2 separate regions of the Rattus norvegicus genome follow, and region 2 is linked to region 1. The links are chromatin contacts, called in public Hi-C maps. All regions are on one chromosome and are shown on one strand. The core of a region is the stretch at or near the end of the contact, and the rest is flanking DNA. Distances in the headings are between cores, read along the strand shown. Region 1 has its middle 74 kb from the start of Gnaq. Region 2 overlaps Gnaq (G protein subunit alpha q).

Evidence for each region. Hi-C and Micro-C count contacts between places; a contact is called where the count stands out from the background.
Region 2: a contact with region 1 is called in a Hi-C map of Schwann cells, with 5 times the contacts expected there. The contact joins two enhancer-like sites. A contact is called at or near these places in 4 of 12 Hi-C or Micro-C datasets (Schwann cells, kidney, mammary epithelial cells and 1 more).

Annotation. Positions count from the first base shown.
Region 1 is chr1:222,777,254-222,779,953 of GRCr8, forward strand. No RefSeq gene overlaps it. Among named protein-coding and RNA genes, the nearest start is that of Gnaq, 74 kb to the right of the region's middle. Within about 2 kb of position 1,443, at least 19 of the 93 cell types and tissues checked have an H3K27ac peak or open chromatin away from gene starts, as enhancers often do. A contact at or near this core is called in Schwann cells, where this site is marked.
Region 2 is chr1:222,921,694-222,924,393 of GRCr8, forward strand. All of the region lies in intron 1 of Gnaq (G protein subunit alpha q), which reads left to right. Among named protein-coding and RNA genes, the nearest start is that of Gnaq, 71 kb to the left of the region's middle. Within about 2 kb of position 1,353, at least 8 of the 93 cell types and tissues checked have an H3K27ac peak or open chromatin away from gene starts, as enhancers often do. A contact at or near this core is called in Schwann cells, where this site is marked.

The sequences.
Region 1 (2,700 bases), core at 193-2,692:
CTGCAGAAACTGCCGAGGTCAGGTGTTACAGGGCTACCATGATAGAAAAACAAATATGCTGATTATTCCGATTTACTTTTTAAGTGAATTACTGAAGCACCGAGAGCCAAGGATGTGGTCATGTCTTATTCAGCAAACATTTTTAAAATATTTAAGTCAGTGATCTATGTGTTGGGCACATCAGTAAACAAAAGGGACAGAGATATCTGCCTATTTGGGGTTAAAAATTCTAGTGGAACGAATACCCAGGGACATAACTACTAGATTAGACAATAGTTTGGAAAGCCATGACACGCCACAGACAGGGCACAGTGTGGTAAGGGGTTGGGGGTGGGGCAGTGCTACAGAGGGGCTGGGGGTGGGGGTGGAGCAAGTTGCCAATTTAAACAGAAATGACAGAGTAGACTCTGTGGACCAGGTCATGCTGGAGTAAGTGTTTGCAGCAGCTAAAGGGTTAGGTAAGTGGATGGGAAGGTGCTCCTACCAGGCTTGTATTAGGAATAGCACAGCTATGGCCAGAGCTAGATAGACAAAGAGGAATTCAAAAGGAGCCAGAGTCGGAGAAACATTGGGGAACCTTGCCTGTGCAGGGTCTTCTTGGCCATATGAAGGACTTTGACATTTATCAGAGTAAAACCGGAGGCTTGGAAGGACATTAAGTAGAGAAATTAAGAGCTGAGAAGCGTTCTACGAAAGCCATTCTGGTTTCTGAGAATTGTCTCTTGGAAAGACAGTTGGATAAAAAGACCAAGGGGGAGGCTGAAGCAAGGCTCCAGGCGAGGAGAGGGATATGTGATGGAGCAGGGCTATGAGTGAGAGGACCCAGTGAGAACACCACGCAGTTACTCAACTGCAGTGAGAGAGAATTTCCATCATCTGAGATGAGAGAAATCTCAAATGGAAGAGGTTTAAGGAAGAAAAGGAGAACTTTGTTTTTAGACACAATTGTGGCGTCTCTCAGGCGTCCAAGTAGACATGTCCAGAAGGCAGCTGCCTGTGTCTCAAGAAGCACGCTGGTCACAAGATAGAAATGTGGGGTTTGTTGGCATATGGATAAAAGAATTCATTAAGAAGTTGAGCGCACAAGGAAAAGAAACCCAAGCATTGCTCCCTGGGGGAAGATGAGAAGACCTGGGAGATGGGTACTGAGACAGACGGAAGAAGAAGAGACAGAGGGACCCAAGGCAAATGAAAAAGGGTGTGGGTATACTGGACGCCAAGGAAAACCAAGTTAAAAGGAGGTGGTCAAATGCCAGAATTGCAGAATAGTAACACCTGCATGATAGTCTAAATGAAAAAATTTGTGCGAATTCCTAATCACAATGTTTGGTTCTAGGAAGGGCTCAAAAATCACACTTGGTATTTTTATACCTGTTCCCGAGAAAAAGAAAACAAAACCTCACTATAAAGCTGCCCAGTTCCTACGATGACCTCCAGAGGGCACTCGAGGACTTTCTTCCCTGTCAGTTTTAGGCGTGAGGTAAAATGGATTCCCAGAGCAAACAGTTCTTCATCTGAAAGGCTCGAAGATCCAATGCAGTGGGTGTCAAATGTCTGTGTGGACAAGAATTGCTTGGTCCTGTTAAAATGCTGACCCGAGCCAGGGAGATGGCTCAGTGGGTGAAATCACTGGTTTGGCACCCCTTTTGATCTGTAATCTTAGTACATCTGTGTTGAGATTCGAGGAACATGGCTGGAACCTTACCGCCGCTCCTGGATGAGACAGTGGGGCAGAAACAAGAAAGATTATGCTGCATAGTGGTGATAGGTCTCAAAGAAGCCCAGGACAAGTATCACTCAGTACCTGTGGCGCCTTCCAGCAGTTCTCACCCAGTCTGCTACGCTAACCCTCTGGGGGAGGGGGAGGGGGAGGGGGACGGGGAGGGGTGCGCGTCTGCTTTACCTTCCCGAGCCTGATCGCTATATAACTCGGCCATTTTGGCTACTCTGGTCTCTTGGCTTGGGTGCCTCTCATAGTCGCATGTTCTTCTCTTGCTCCCGTTCCCCATCTCTCTTCAGTGTTCTAGTTTAGTCTGTCAGCCATGTATAGCCTGGACTCTTCCCTCTGCATGCTTTCTCCCCTATATCTACAATAAATCTTCTAGTTATGTCTTGTTAATCCCACGGGTGTTGGGGGGTTGGATAAGGCCACTACCACAACTTTAAAGCCATATTTGAAGCAAACTTTAGTTAAATACTGGTCAGGAAGATATCTATCCGGGTCCATTTCTGGGTTCCAAGAAAATGGCCACGAGTCACACTTTGCAGAAGCTAAAACCCCACCAGGCCACTATATTTCCCATCAAATCTAATCAGGGACAAGCATACATCCTGACATATTTCCTGTCCACATACCTTCTGCCCACTCATGATCAAACACGTCCAATGTAATAGGTCAAACAAACATAAGACAAACAGAAACTTACTCTTGTCTTGACTGCAAACAGAACTCTTAACCTGCAAGGTATGTTTTTCCTGTTTCAGTCTCCCAGTAACAGGCAGGGCGAGCCGCTCCTGCCTGCTCCTGTGTTTGGTTTCACACTCCTCCTTTTTTATTTCATTTTTCTTCCATTCAGGTGGAAGGCAGGAGTCAACACCTGAAAATTGTTCCCAAATGCAAACATGCTTGCATTCACATAAAACAGATAAAGACAAATACAAAGACCATCTTTAAACATAGGTTCACAAGAGGCCCAAACT
Region 2 (2,700 bases), core at 103-2,602, 140 kb after region 1:
AAGTTTGTGGCGTCTCATTTCTGTGGACTTTGTTACACTTATACAGAATTGCTTCATTGGTCATTGCTGTGGTGTGAAGTGTCCTCCACGGTTCATCAAGTGTCTTCCTTGTTCTCCAGCTGGTGCGGCTGAACTTTTAGGAGGTAGAGCCTTGCTGGAGGAAGTGAGTTCTTGGGGCTGGCCTTAAAGTTCTGTAGCCTGGCACTCTTCCTGTCTGCTGTCTGCTTCCTGACTGCACAAGTAGTGTGACAAGTAGTGTGACCGACTGAACCTGTTTAAATTGCAAACCAAAATAAACAATTTCTCCCTGAATTTGCTTCTTGTCAAGTGTTTATTTCAGCAATGAGAAAAGTAACAGTCTTCTAATTTCTAATTAAGATTTCTCAATACAGTCTTCTAATTTCCAATTAAATTTTCTTTCTAAATTTTTAGTTAGCTTTACTGACTTTTATTTTATAATCACATAATAAGGTATTAACTAAAAGTAGACAAAGTGATCTCTTTTTCTTAGAGCTAAGGTGCAGCCTGGGATCTGTAGGTGGACATCACTACACTTCTAGCTTTTTTTATCCTTGCATTGAATGATCTTACTTGTTCTCATCCTCTAACCTAAATGAAGGAAGTGTTATGATTTTGTTTTGTGCGTTCTTCAAGTCTCTTGAATTCTAGGGTATCCATCAATAGGGTTCTCATATATGTGTGATTTTGGCACTGCGGCTGTGCTTTATAAATGTTCTGACATGGTTCAGAAGTTATGGGTTAAGGACGCTAAATTATATGGCCAGCCTGATCTTTTAAATAGAAGGGCATTCTAAATCGGAAGTAGAACAACCAGAGTTAATTTATTTGATTTGCTTAAAAAAATAAGTAGGGGCTTAAGCTTACAACATTATTTGTAATTCAATAACAGTGTCTCCAAGTACCCAGTACACAGCTAAAAGTGCTCCTTTTATGCAGTGTATTTGAAGACTTACAATCTTTGCAGGGCAGTCTAATTAATTTTAAATTAGGTTGAAATTAAATTTCTGTAATGATACCACTCAAGTGGTTTGTAGTTTGGGTTATGGGTTTATGGGGATAAATTGGGAGAGGAAGGAGGGTGAATTTTATTTAGTGTTTTGCATCACTTACGGATTATTCTGTCCAAAGTAGTAAGATTACATGAATTTACACTCAGCAGTAGTTTGGGATATCAGTTATTCCCTTCTAAAGTTTTAGTTAACTTTAGTAGCTTGAAAGTCACAATAATTGACTTTCAAGTAAGATGACTAAGCTGACTTGGGAGGTGTGAAGAAACATGTTTTGTTCTTTGTGATTCAGGGACATACTTTCTGCTCAAACCGAAGGCAGATGACTCATCCCTAGCCACTGCCCGCATTAACAGAATTTAGAAATTTACTTCTTGCCCAGTGGAAAGCAGTGGTCACTGCCATGAAAGACGCGTATGATATCTGTCAGTATTGGTGTTCCTCAGACCACCCCACAGTCCTTCCTGCAGCAGGAGCAAGCACACGGGACACACTCGATACAAGAGGACAGTAGGGAAGATGTGTGTGACCCAGGAGTCAAGATCTACCTCATCTGCTCCTGGCCAGGTCCCCACATTCTCCCCCTTTGTTCAGACAGACAGGGAGGCTTCTCAGTCCTATCCTAAAACTTGCACCAACAGGTGACATAGGTTGTTTTGGCCCCTGGCTGGATGTTCAGCTGCTTCTCTTCCACAGGCACAAGAGGTAGCTTTAGAGCTGTTGTACTTTCTGTGTCCACCGTTTCTGTGTCCTGTCGGTGAATGCACTTACCAGAGCGTCACCTTTCCCAGTAATCCAGGGTTCCCTTTGGCATCCCCTGGGCAGAGGGGGATTTTATTGTTTTCCCAAACTCCTGCCACGGAGCTGTAAGGTTCTCTTCACTCATCCTTGCTGTACCACTGAGCACAACCAATTTGTCCTTTAAGGGTTAAATCCTTATTTCTTGCCCATTTCACTCTACAGTTCACACCTACACATTCTGCCTGGATCACAACAGGAATTTTTTTGGGGGGAGGGGGAATGTTTCATTATTCTTGGACTTTCTTGGAAAATTGACCTGCCTATTCATGCCACCAATACCTCTTAGGATGTTAATTACATTCACTTTAATGTATTAAAGCAGAAAAGATGGTAAAGGAAAAGAAAGTTCACTCAGCAGCAAGCTTGTATAGCTAACTGGTCTGATATTTCTAGTAGTTAGGTTCTTTTTAGATAACTCACTAGAACCTTTATTACCCAGAAGAGAGTGTTCTTCTGGGTCCTAACCCAGGTTATAAAAACCTGTGAGTATGTTAGCATCAAGTTGTATACTTTAAGTGGATATGTTGTGTGGTATGTGTATTGTCTCAGTTTTGCTGCTCTTTTGTAAAAGTCTCTTTTTGTTATAATGCAATAAGACAGCAGTTTTCTAGTTACCTTAACCATGCACACACATGTATCTCGAGACAGTGTCTGTTTACTGATCACCCTTGCTTTCTTGGTACTCTAATGAGCAGTAGGTTATATGGACTTAGGCGATCCGTGAAAGCTTTCCTGTCTCCACAGTTACAGTACATTTTTGTGGGATAGCTAGGATATTTTATCAGTTATTCCATTCAATATGTAGTATATTCCCAGGCTTAAATAGCAGTAGCTGGTGAATGGAATTGGGAAGCTATGGGTAGATAACAGG